Linked DNA regions of Mus musculus: regions 1 and 3 are each linked to region 2. Evidence: chromatin contacts called from public HiChIP or PLAC-seq and capture Hi-C data. All regions are on one chromosome and are shown on one strand. Each heading gives the region's core, a stretch centred on a gene start, on an enhancer-like site or on the middle of the called end of the contact. The rest is flanking DNA. Distances are from core to core; before and after follow the strand shown.

Region 1 (4,223 bases), core at 1,021-3,520, 320 kb after region 2:
GCTGCTGCTGCGACTCCTTAATGATCTGCAGAACTAGAGCCTAGGTCAAGGAAAAGCTTCCGGGGTGAGAAGACAGCAGGTCAGGCGCTGCCCCAACGGCACACTGAACTGTGGGAGCCCAGGGATGGTAGCCTCCGATCCTTTTGTAACTTTCCAATAGTCACTTTATCAAAGGACAAGGCTAAGTTTATACTTTTATGAACTGTCCCAACTGTTACTATTTTCAGACAGAACTAGAGGGCAGTACTGGTAGGGAGTCTCAAACCCAGCAGATTGTTCTAAATGCTGCCTCAGAGGTACCCACCTGGATCTCACATGCAAGGAGACTCCAGTTATAAATGTCAGGTTCTAACTACACAGCTATATGCCGCAGCCAGTGCTTGCCAAATTTACATCTTGTAACGCTCAAAATCTATGATCAGCACAGTGTCAACCAAGATACGCCAATTTCCATTAAAAAAAAAAATCCAAGTTTTTCTTTTTCCTGGGCATTCTAACATGTAGTAAGAACAATAATACCAGAGCAAAAAGCAAAGTACGAATCCACGAGAATTTACATACACACACACACACACACACACACAAAGTGCATGTTTTATTTCAGAAATTCCTCTAAACCACCTCCATTTGGTATGCATCTCAAAAAGCCACAAGGGACTCCAACAATAGTATATGCCTATTATCTCAGCATCAGAGGGGACGGCGGGCGATGAGAAGCAGCTCAGGGCCAAATTGGGCTACACAGCCAAACTCTGTCTCAGAAACCAACAAACCAGCTGGAGAGGGCTCAGTGGTTAACAGCACTTCCTGCTCTTCTGGAGGAATCCAGGTCGGCTCCCAGCACCCACGTGGAGGAACTAAACATCTGTAAGTCTAATTCCTGGAGATCCATATGTTCTTCAGGCCTTTGTGGGCACCAGGCACACATGTGATACACAAACATGCAGGCAAACACACACATAAAATAAGATAAAGCAACATTTAAAAGTATTTAAAATAACACGTTAAAAAAAAAAAGCCACATGCTATTAGAACCACACAAATGATATATAAGCTAATACAAACCAGAAAATGTTTCCTGAGGGTTGGGAAGACTGCTCAGCTGGTAAAGGACTTGCTGTTAGCAAGCATGAGGTCATGTTGGGATCTCCCCAGAACCCACGTAAAAAGGCCATACTGTTGTTTGCACACGTAATCCCACAGCTGGGATGGCAAGAGACAGAAAGATCCCTGGAGCCCACTGGCCATACAGTCTATTCCAAGTAGTGAGCTGCACTTTTGGAGGGAGACCCAGTCTCAAAGGTAGAGAATTAGGAAGACGTTGACCTGTGACCTGCAGACACAGCACCAGCGCTTACACCTACACCCATACCCATGCGGACTTGGACACTCAAAAAAAAAAAAAAAAAAGTAACTCCTACAGTTCTTCGAGAAGAGTCCAACAAGATAAAATGCCTTACAGACCTACTTTTGAAAAAACAAAAAACTATACACATGATATTAACAAACTAAAGTAACTACTATTCAAAACAGGTAAGCAGCAGCTTTCCTGGAGAGCACTCTCCCTCCATTTTCAAAGCATCTCGCTGTTTTATGACCCAGGGTTCGACAGCTGTCCGACAACAGCTCCACGCTGAAATGTCAAGGCTGCAGTTTCCCCTCCACAGTCCGGTGGCTCAAGGTACCGACCAGGAGCTCTGTGGGGTGGGCAGGGTGTCAACCCCGGCTCAGCCCTCCAACTGGACATCTGAGGGGCACAGAGGGAACCCTGCCTACCATCTCTATACCCCTTGCAAAAACAAGCTCCGGAAAGCCAGGACGAGAGGCAAACCATGCACACGGGAATGCCGAAAGTGAAGGGCAGGAGGCAGCGGCGCACCTCGGCTCCGCAGCCCGGTGCTGGCCCCCGCCGCCTCGCCCGCCCCCAGCCCTCCGAGCGACACGTAGTCATTGCGAGTTAGGCCACCGCTCGAGGATACTCTCCAAACTCAGGCTGTCCCCGAACTCTTTGTTTGCCTTCGATCCGGCTGAAGGGCGTTCGTTTTCTTTATTCTCGTCTCCTCCGGCACTGCGTCCGCCACCGCTCCCTCCGCCGCCGCCGCCGCTGCCGCTTCCACCACCACCACTACCACCACCCGGGATCTGCTTCTCAGCAGCCATCTTGCCCCTGAGCCGCAAAGCACGATGGAACGGAGCAGGCGAGACGACCAGCGGCGAGAGAGAGCGGCACTTTCCAGGCTGGGCCGATGGTACACTGACGGACTCCGCCGCAGACCGCGGATGTCTTGGGCCTCTGTGGTGTGTTGGTGTGCGCCTGCGCCTCCTGGGTTGAATTCGTGGCTGTTGCTGGGTCTCCGCATTTCTAAGGATTAGCCTCGCTTCAAATCTACCAAGGATAGGAGGACCCGAGAAAGATGCCCACCTCATGCATCCTTGCACCCAGAGAATGGTAGTGTACGCCTTTAATCCCAATACCGAGGAGGCTGAGGCTGGAGGATTGCCTCGAGTTGAGGTCAGTCTGGGTTGCACAGTTAGACCTTATTTAAAACACACACACACACAGACACACACACACACACACACACGAAGAGGCCTCGGTCAGAAGGCAGTGTCCCCAATAGGAGCTTGAGACCCGTGGCCTCCTCTAGATCATGTGACCATCCAAGTATGACTTTTATTAATCTTTGCGGGCGAGTACACCAGGAGTCTCAGTCTTGTGCCAATCACGGCAGGTGAAAAGAAGCTGGCCGCGTAACTCAGTCTACCCTTTTGTGTTACTAAAGGAGGTTGCAAAAAAATGTATGACTCCAACCCTTCCCCCCATCGGAGTTCAGAGATCAGCTAGTGTGGAGTACTAGTTCTCCAGCAAAAATATCAAGGAAGACTGGGCCTGGGCAGATGGCTCAGTGGTTAAGAACACTGGTTGCTCTATCAAGATGATCTGGGTTTAATTTTTAGCACGAGAATGGTGGCTCAAAACCATCTAGAATTCCAGTCCCAGGGATCCAACCCTCTTCTGGCTTCGTAGTCTACAAAACACATGTACACAGACATACGTGTAGACAGAATGTTCATATACATAAAACAAAATAAAAATAAAGGTTAAGGCTTTTGAAAACAAAAAATTAGACAAACTGCTTTCAGAAGGTGGGAGGCAAAAACTAACCTCAAAAAGTGGTCCTCCGAATTACACTCACATACTGAGCTGTGAAGCATGGGCCTGCACACACACACACCTAAACAATAAGCCATGGAGATGGCCCAGCAGGAAAAAGAACTTGCTATATAAACTTTTTAAAAAAGATTTTTATTTATTTATTATTATATCTAAGTACACTGTAGCTGTCTTCACACACAGATCTCATAACAAATGGTTGTGAGCTACCCTGTGGTTGCTGGGACTTGAACTCAGGACCTTTGGAAGAGCAGTCAGTGCTCTTAACCACTGAGCCATCTCTCCAGCCCCCACCTCTTTTTTTTTCAAAGATTATACTAAAGGTGGTTTATTGGGAAGCTGCTCTCTGACTGAGTTCACAGACCCCAAGAACTGAGGCCAAGTCAGTTGCCATGAGGAAAGGGGGAGGGGAGAGGAACGGAGGCCTGCAATCCCAGGGTGCAGCTAAAAATACAAATAAATGGTGTCTTAGAGTTTCTGCTGATGTGATAAAACATGGTGGTTTGAATAGGTCTGGCCTCCATAGACTCATGTGTTTGAATGTTTGGCCCATGAGGAGAGGCACTATTAGGTGTGGGCTTTAAGGTCTCTTTGCTCAATCACACCCAGTGTGGAATTAGAGCCTCCTCCTAGCTGCCTGTGGAAGACAGTCCCCTTGTCCCTTCTTGGCTTCTCCAGCCCCATGTCAGACTGTGTGCTGCCATGCTTCCCACCATGATGATAATGGACTAAACCTCTGAACCTGTAAGCTATTCCTCACTAAATGTTGTCCTTTATAAGAGTCACCTTGGCCACGGTGTCTCTTCACAACAATGGAAACCTAAGGCAAACATCATGATCAAGAGCAGATTTGAGAAGAAAGGGTTTATTTCATCTTAACTGCTCTCAGGTAACAAATAATCCACCTCTGAGAGAAGTCAGGACAGGAGCTCAGGGCAGAACCTGGAGGCAGGAACTGAAGCAGAAGCCACTGAGGAACACTACCTACTGGCTTGCTCCCTCAGCCGGGCGATGGTGGCATACACCTTTAATCTCAACCCTTGGGAGG
Region 2 (3,728 bases), core at 946-3,445:
CACTCAAACACATTTACATGACCCGTGCAAATTAAAACCAGGGCTTCCTTAAACACTAGAATTTGTTCTTTAGAAAATGACACGGGATATGACAGCTTAAGGGCAGAGGAGGCACAGCACACATCTAATCAGAAGCCAGCAGCCTCGGCGGTGGGTGATACACAAGGCCAGGTGTAGTGGAAGCTGAAGCCGCTTCCATCTAGGTCCCACTTCACTCTGCTGTTCACCACCGAGAAACTTCAAGGTTTAGGCCAGAGAACAACCTGGCCATGAACCAGTACGGCAGTGCGCTCCACTCACATGAACAGGGTCAGAAGTGGTGCACATGTGGGTGCATCAACTGGACTTCTTCCATAATCAGCTTGGCTCTTCTCCTCTGGGTTTGTTTTGACTTTTTTTTTTTTTTAAAGATTAGTGTATGTAGCATAGACTTGCCTTAAAACTACGTAGCCTAGGCTGGCTTTGGACTGTCTGTCCTCTTCCTGTGTAACCCAGGCTGGCTTTGACCTGCTGGTCCTATACTTTAGCCTCTCATAGATCTAGTATTACAGGAACTGCCATGACACTCTGCTTCTGGGCTGTGTGTGTGAAATAGCGTTACTGAGATGTAATTCAAAGAGTAAAAGTGTGCCATTGGTGGATTTGATAGACATTTGTATCTGTGATAGCCGTACCAAACAAACATCTTTTACAAGGGGAACACCTCCACTTTCCTATCCTTCCTAATGGTTCCTGGTGCTCAGGTCCCCTGTGCAGGCGGTGTCTTCCTTCAGTCTCAAGTAAGACTTTATTTATTTATTTACTTACTTACTTATTTTTGGTTTTTCGAGACAGGGTTTCTCTGTGTAGCCCTGGCTGTCCTGGAACTCACTTTGTAGACCAGGCTGGCCTCGAACTCAGAAATCCGTCTGCCTCTGCCTCCCGAGTGCTGGGATTAAAGGCGTGCGCCTCCATGCCTGGCAAGATGTGATCTTGATGGAAGTTCAGCCCTATTTTAACAGTTTCATATAAATGAGGCTTATTGACAACCACTTGGGCTGGGTCATTGTGTTATGAAGGCCTTCCTTGCGTGATAGGATGCTTGACAGAGTTGCAGCCTGCCGATAAGTGTCCCTTTGAGAGCAGAGTTGCCCCAGGCTGAGCGCCTGGTGGATCATTGCTTTCCTGCCTGGCTTTCCCCTTAAGCAGGTTCCTTAGAGGTTGCACGCACACTGCTGAGAATAGGTGTTCCTTTACATTTGTCTGTTTTGACGAAAGGACCTCTCGATGTAGCCGACATAGTCTGTTATTTGCCCTCTCGTGGCGGGCACAGTGCACTGTCACCTGCGTAGGGTGAGTACTCTTCTCTTTGAGGAGTGGGTGGTAAGTCAACTCTTCAACAGGATGGCTTTCAAAGGACTAGCCAACTCACGGGCTTCTCCAGTGCTCTAGCTCCTGACAGCTGCCTGCCCCACGGGCCTGGAACAGTATTGGGTGTAGTCCAGGGGTCTTCAAATCACTCAGGAGCCCCTTCTTACAGCCAGTTAAGTATTCTGCAAGTGTCCTCGGCCCCACTGGGCTTTCTGTCCCTGTTCCCCTGCCGTAGTCTGAGTCCCTGGAACTAGCTACTCTGCTTAGGTTCCCACCTGGTGGCCATGGATACTGCAGATGTTTTCTGACAGAGGCGTTAGCAGGATGTGACTCATGCTGACAACAGGCTTTGTGGATAGTAAATGGAGCTACCCCTAGCATAGCCAAGGCATAGGCACTGTGGCAAGTGTCTGCGGGCACACTGCTGACACTTCCTGAGATGGTTAGGGGCTCTGGCCGCTCTGCAGAGCAGCTGTTCTCTGTACTGGGCACATTCTAGGACTCAGGGAGGAGGCACTCAAGTCTGTCCTCAAGTCTCTGAAGTATACTTTTATTTTGTTGTCCAGCATATGTCACCTTCTTGTCACTTATTTCCCAGGAATACTCTTGTTTCTACCCCAATTTATGAGGCTCCCTCCTCCTCCATACTCTCTGTCACTTATGTCCCAGAGGGTGGGGGGTTGCTACAGTAACCGTGGCACACCCTGTTTTTCTAAAAAGCTTTCCTGGCAAATGGCAAAGGGCATTCTTTGTCTGTGTCACGTGCACATATACCCTCTGTGGCCCAGCGCCTGCCAAGCCTTGGTTTTGTTATGAATGTTCACAAAATGCCCTAGCCAGCTCTTTCCACCCGCTTCCACTCTGGGCTGGCCTCTGCAGACTGAGCTCAGACCTAGACCAACGTCTTACCCCAGGGCTAAGAAAAAGGAAGAAACCAAGATTTGGCTTGACTGCCTGCCAGAGCTGGGTAGTGCCCTGCCTGAGGGCCAGTTGGGAGGTGGCAGAAAGGCATGGTGCAGCGGCAAGTGTGTATCCTATCCCCCTTGTGGGGACTGTTCTCGACTGCAGTTGCATCTCAGGCCACAGCATGACCTTTGATCTGTCGCCCAGCCTGTGCTCTGGGTGTGTCTAGTTAAAACCACTGACATCTACGAAGCCCAGGCTGTACTTATGCTTTAAGACTGCCTCAGGCCTGACCCCTGGCCTCAGTGTGTTCATAGTGTGCACAGGCCCGATCCACAGTAACTGTCCTGGAAGTCATTAGAGTCTCCAGGGTCTTGAAGGCCTTGTCTTACTCAGCACAGGGATGGTAACTATGCAGAGATCAAAGCACCTTATCTGCTAAGAAGAAAACATTAACCCATGCTGGGTGCACAGTGCACACTTGCAATCCCAGCCAATCGAAAGGCTGAAGCAGGAGAGTCCCTTCTAGGCCAGCCTGGGGCCCTAAATGAGGGGTTTCCCCCTACACACACCTAGTTTTTCTTTTTTGTTTGTTTGTTTTTCCCTTTTGTTTTGTTTTAATCTCTTAAGACCTGGAATTATTTTAGAATCATGACCGTAGGGGAGGCTCAGCAGGTAACACATTCTGCTCATAGACAGGACCCATGTCTGGGGGTTACAACCTCTGATAAATGTCACCTCCAAGGGATCTGATGCCTCTCTGGACTCCTAGGGTACCACACACAGACATGCCTATAATTTTTAAAAAGTAAAATCTTAAAAAGAAAAAAAAAAAAACAGCCTTGGACTAGAGACCAGGAAGACCATGCCACCCTCCGCCTTCCCCCAGACCCCCACCATGCCACCCTGCACCTCCCCTAGCCCCACCCCCGCCACCCTGCGCCTCCCCCAGCCCCCCCCCCCCGCCATGCCACCCTGCGCCTCCCCCCAGCCCCCTGCCATGCTACCCTAAGCCTTCCCACAGACCCTCTTCAGCTCTCTAGAGCTGTTCCTAGGACAGGCTTAGAGAAGGGCCTGGCACACAGTAGGTCCCCCTGCTGGGCTAGATGCTATTGGTGGTGGCTTTTTGGTGCTTGCCTTCCTCCTGCCCCACCCTGTGCTGTCTGCCACTGTTTGCACATTGTATGGTTCTTTTCATGAGGAATGTTTCAAAGAGCATGACAGAATCTTACAACAATCAGCCCATTGTCTGTGTGCTCCAGAGCCGACTCTGAGGTCCTGGGGTGGCCGGAGGCTGTCAGGGAAGGGAATGGGGAGAGAGGAGGCGAGGCTTGGGTGGGCAGTGTTCTGAGGGGATTGATTGCCCTCGGGAGTTGTGGTTCTTGTGTCAGAATCAGGCCTTTTGTTCAGGTCTTTTTATGCACAAGCTATTTGGGACCCAAAACCTTAACACAGTTTCTTATAGCCAAGGCAGG
Region 3 (4,185 bases), core at 806-3,305, 370 kb before region 2:
TGCGGAAGCCATTTTTATCATAGGCTGTCACGGGAAGGGCACTGCCTGTAAGAAGGTGTTACATGAGTGAGTGTGGTAGGGGAGCATGGCAAGGGCCCTGCAGAGCCCGAGTGCTACTAAAGCCAATGGGATGGAGGAGAGCTGGAACAGCTGAGGACGGTTGCCCTGTGGAGTACCGGAGAGGACCAAGGTCACACAGCTGCTGTAAGGAGCTGAGAGGGCTACAGGGATGATGGGACAGTGGTTAGGAACACTTATCATTCTTGCAGAGGATCTAGGTTCCCAGAACCCATGTCGGTCGGCTCACCACTGCCTGTAACTCCAGTTTCAGGAAGCCTGAAACCCTCTGACCTCTGTGGGCACACGTCAAGCACATGCATACACCAAGGCACACAAACAATCATAAATAATAAAAATACAATCTTTAGAAAAGATGTGAGACTGCAGGCAAGCGGACCCTTAACAGTCAGTCAGGGACTTTTGTATGGAAAGAATCCACTGATCACACCCTACCAACACCACAGCTGAGGCTGAGCGCCTGTCCTCAGCACTTACTAGGCTTGATCGATTCCAGGGGCACATGGACACTGGCCAAGGAGAGCTCTGGGCCTTTCTGAGGGCTGCCTTGGGACTGGAAGAGAGGGCTTCCGGGCCCAGTGGAGAAGGGCAGGAGAGGTCTGGCTGGGGCAGAGGCAGGCAGCAGCGGGGAGGCAGTGGGCCCAGGAGAGAAGCAAGAAACAGGTTTCACCAAGCCTGAGGTTCTGGGGCCAAGGAAGGCAAGTCAGAAAGATGGTTAGAATGCTAGGCAACCCCTCAACCAAAGCCAGTGTCTAGCTACCTCAGGCCACTAGCTTCCAGCCTGACTCACAGTACCAAAAAGGATCCACATCCCCCATCCTATGAAGCCTCCCTTTGGTCCTATATATACGACACCCCACGCTCAGCCACCCTCTTCTATCCCTTACACTTTGGCCTCTTCCAGAAGCTGATCAAGGGCATCTAGGCGGTGCGAGGTGCTGGAGCTGGGGTATTCTGGACCTTTGGGCTCAGCCTTTGGAGCCAAGGCTGGGGCAGGTCCAGAAGAGAACATGAAGGAGCCAGTGCTGTGGGTTGGTGCACTGGCTGGGACCACAGGAGCTGGGAAGGCAGCAGGCAGTGGAGCTTGGGACATACTTGAGGTAGAAACTGGGGGAGGGAGCTGGGGTCCATCTGAGGGGCAGGAGGCCGCAGGCACTGGCCTGGGACTGAAGAAGTCCAGATCTGATGGTGGTTCATTCTGTACAACAGAAATATCAAGTGAGCAGAGACCCAGAAGGGACGAGGCCATCACCCACCGGGCCTTCTGAGGTACCCATTGTGACCCACAGAACCCTCTAGAGAATACATAAGCTCTGGTTCTAGCAAAGTGTAGCCAGCCAGAGCCTAAGAAGGAAGGGTGGGTGCCTTGTGGTCCTTGGGCATCACTTGAGTGATGCTGCTGTTATGGTGCCTCTACCTGGAACAGGTGCCACTGACTACTTCCAGGTGACTCTTTGGGAGCAGTGGGGGCGGGGTCAGTAAGGCCTAAGAACACAAAAGAAAAGTCAATGAGCTGAGCTCCTGCGCCCTCCAATCCCCCAATAACGGTCAGGTGACAAGGCAAGAGCCAGTCCTTGTAAGCCAAGAGTTCCCCTGCAGCTAGACTGGAAGAAAATGCATTTGCCCTTCATGCATGACTGAAGGGCCTCCTAGGACGAGAGGAGATGAGCTGTGCCAGAGCCTGCCATGTTTACCTTGCACTCCCTTGGAAAGTGGTCCTGTCGGCCGCCAGAGAGTTATCTAAGCACACCAACCCTTAGGCCTTCCTTCCCCAGTGCCACGCTTGGGCGTACCTAAGCAGAGGAGCTCCTCATCCAGCAAGGAGAGGGCATTGTTCGTGCTGTCAGACCCTGGGGGAGCCTCAGCCTGGCTGGATGAACGGCTTCGTGGAGGCCCGGAGGTTTGGGGGGGTGGAGGGAGGATGGGGATGCCTGAGGTGGGTGGGGCCAATGCCGGAGACGAGTTGCTGGGGGCGTCCAACTCAGCAAGGTCAATGAGGGCGCCTTGGTTACCACAGTGACTGTTTCCTAGATGGGTCGACAGAAGAGGAACAAGAGCATTCAGGGAGAATCTGTGTCCATGCCGCAAGAGGCAGGACCCGGGCATAGCTGTTCTATCTTGTGGCTCAACCTAGTGGCATTTCTCCAGGAACACTGAAAACCAGGCTTGAGAAAGCAAGGAAGGAAGTCTCCATGCACACCTCCTGGCCTCTGGGAATGGCTACTTGAAATGGCTCGGTATCCCCTCAGGAATTCCCTAAGCATTGCCATTTGGGGCTCAGTGGTCAGGGCACATGGCTGCTCTGGAGGGTTGCAGAATAGAAATCAGAATATTTACCTTCAGAGTCAGGCATGGTTGAGGTGGTCACCTCACCATTGACGATCTGCCCTTCAATAATAGTTTTGTAAGAGTTGATGACCCTGGACAGGTTGTCACTGGCCTGCAGGATGTCCCCTACAGTAGAAGAGATCCCTCACTGTGTGGGCTGTGACAACTCTCACACAGCTAAAGTTTTGACTCATCCTTTCACACTCACCCAAACTGTTGTCATTGTCCTCTGTCTCGCTGGCTAGTTTAAACAGCGTCCGCCTCTTATTCTCACAACGATCAAAGAGCTCCTGAGAGACCCAGATATAAAAACCACAACGAAAGAGGTTCTCAGAAGTCATCTGTACTGGTTAGTTTTGTGTCAACTTGACACAGCTGGAGTTACCACAGAGAAAGGAGCTTCAGTTGAGGAAATGCCTCCATGAGATCCAACTGTAAGGCATTTTCTCAATTAGTGATCAAGGGGGAAAGGCCCTTGTGGGTGGGACCATCTCAGGGCTGGTAGTCTTGGTTCTATAAGAAAGCAGGCTGAGCAAGCCAGGTGAAGCAAGCCAGTAAAGAACATCCCTCCATGGCCTCTGCATCAGCTCCTGCTTCCTGACCTGTTTGAGTTCCAGTCCTGACTTCCTTTGGTGATAAACAGCAGCATGGAAGTGTAAGCTGAATAAACCCTTTCCTCCCCAACTTGCATCTTGGTCATGATGTTTGTGCAGGAATAGAAACCCTGACTAAGACATCATCTGATTTAACATTTATGCCCAGAAAACGGTAGGACTCCCCAATAGACCACAGAGAAACTGACAGGGGTGGGAGAGGAGCATGCATCTTTGTGTCTTCAATATCTACCAAAAGACACTGCCCAAGTCATCTGTACCAACTGTTAGGTAAAATGTGCCTCAGATGATTCTGTGGGCCATGTTCTTGTGATGGTGAGCCTATATGTGTCTGAGCACTGCATGTATGTTACGGTTGTATAGCTTGGTGTTCTTGTAGGGTGCTAACAGTGGGAGCACAGGCTGTCCCTGAGTCATCTGGTGCCTTTGGAATGCTTTGCCTCCTGGTCTAGCCTTGATGTGAGAATGTGTGCCTGGTCTTACTATAGCTTGTTATAGCATATTCCATTCATGTGCCCAGGAGGGAGGACTGTTCTTTTCTAAGAGGAGGGCAGGTCTGGAAAAAGGTGGGAGGGAGTAAAGGGGGAGAGACTGGAGGAGGAGAAATTGTAGTAGGTATGTAATGTATGACAGAAAAATAAATAAAAGGGGGAAAAAGATGTGTGTCTCAGAAGCCACAGCCTAAGCTACAATGTCAACACCAGGGGCAGGTGTCCCCAAAGCTTAAAGGCGTGAGCATGGAGCACATTATCAGGGTACTGTATCTGAGTCACAGACAGTACTGCACCAGGAGTGTCCGCTGTATAAAACAGACACTGCCCTTCACTCACCGGCTGTAGTGAACAAGCCCACAAAAAGCAGGCATGTCCTCGCCCAGACAGGACCCCACTGGGGCGGAGCGGTCTCAGCAGCGAGCTCAGCTCACAGCAGCTTACCTTCATGAGCTCCTTGTCGGCGTCTGACGAGTACTCTTGGCTGTAGTGAAGCAGCATCTCGTGGAGCAGCTTGACATTGTTGTTAACCTCCTCCAGTGTGTGTAGACGCTTGGTCACTTTCTGGATGCGAGCCTCATCCTGCCTCAGCCAAGAGGGTGCAGTAAAAAGCAAGGTCACTTAGCTTGTCTTTCAACAACCAGGCAGGGTTCATTCCTCACCCAACTGCACAA

Evidence for each region. HiChIP or PLAC-seq counts read pairs in DNA pulled down with a chosen protein or histone mark. Capture Hi-C pulls out chosen DNA fragments and counts their contacts.
Region 1: a contact with region 2 is called in a FOXA1 HiChIP or PLAC-seq map of pancreatic cancer cells. The contact joins the promoter of Srp68 here to the enhancer-like site in region 2. A contact is called at or near these places in 2 of 39 promoter capture datasets (hematopoietic stem and progenitor cells and hippocampal neurons), 2 of 484 Hi-C or Micro-C datasets (cardiomyocytes and cortical neurons), 2 of 115 datasets of contacts at active chromatin or transcription factors (bone marrow-derived macrophages and pancreatic cancer cells) and 3 of 9 other capture datasets (embryonic stem cells, liver and pancreatic islet).
Region 3: a contact with region 2 is called in a capture Hi-C map of embryonic stem cells, with 2.9 times the contacts expected there. The contact joins two enhancer-like sites. A contact is called at or near these places in 1 of 39 promoter capture datasets (liver) and 2 of 9 other capture datasets (adipose tissue and embryonic stem cells).

The regions. Positions count from the first base shown.
Region 1 is chr11:116,271,947-116,276,169 of GRCm38.p6, forward strand. Srp68 (signal recognition particle 68) reads right to left here and starts at 2,271. Exons shown (of 16, transcript NM_146032.3): 1 at 1,980-2,271; 2 at 1-33. The coding sequence starts at 2,160.
Region 2 is chr11:115,953,191-115,956,918 of GRCm38.p6, forward strand. The region is part of intron 4 of Sap30bp (SAP30 binding protein); the gene reads left to right. Among named protein-coding and RNA genes, the nearest start is that of Gm39474, 12 kb to the left of the region's middle. Within about 2 kb of position 2,196, at least 176 of the 459 cell types and tissues checked have an H3K27ac peak or open chromatin away from gene starts, as enhancers often do. A contact at or near this core is called in bone marrow-derived macrophages, embryonic stem cells and pancreatic cancer cells, where this site is marked.
Region 3 is chr11:115,586,441-115,590,625 of GRCm38.p6, forward strand. Gga3 (golgi associated, gamma adaptin ear containing, ARF binding protein 3) reads right to left here. Exons shown (of 17, transcript NM_173048.3): 8 at 3,956-4,093; 9 at 2,615-2,696; 10 at 2,416-2,532; 11 at 1,872-2,105; 12 at 1,496-1,563; 13 at 966-1,276; 14 at 556-761; 15 at 1-45. Among named protein-coding and RNA genes, the nearest start is that of Gga3, 15 kb to the right of the region's middle. Within about 2 kb of position 2,056, at least 5 of the 459 cell types and tissues checked have an H3K27ac peak or open chromatin away from gene starts, as enhancers often do. A contact at or near this core is called in embryonic stem cells, where this site is marked.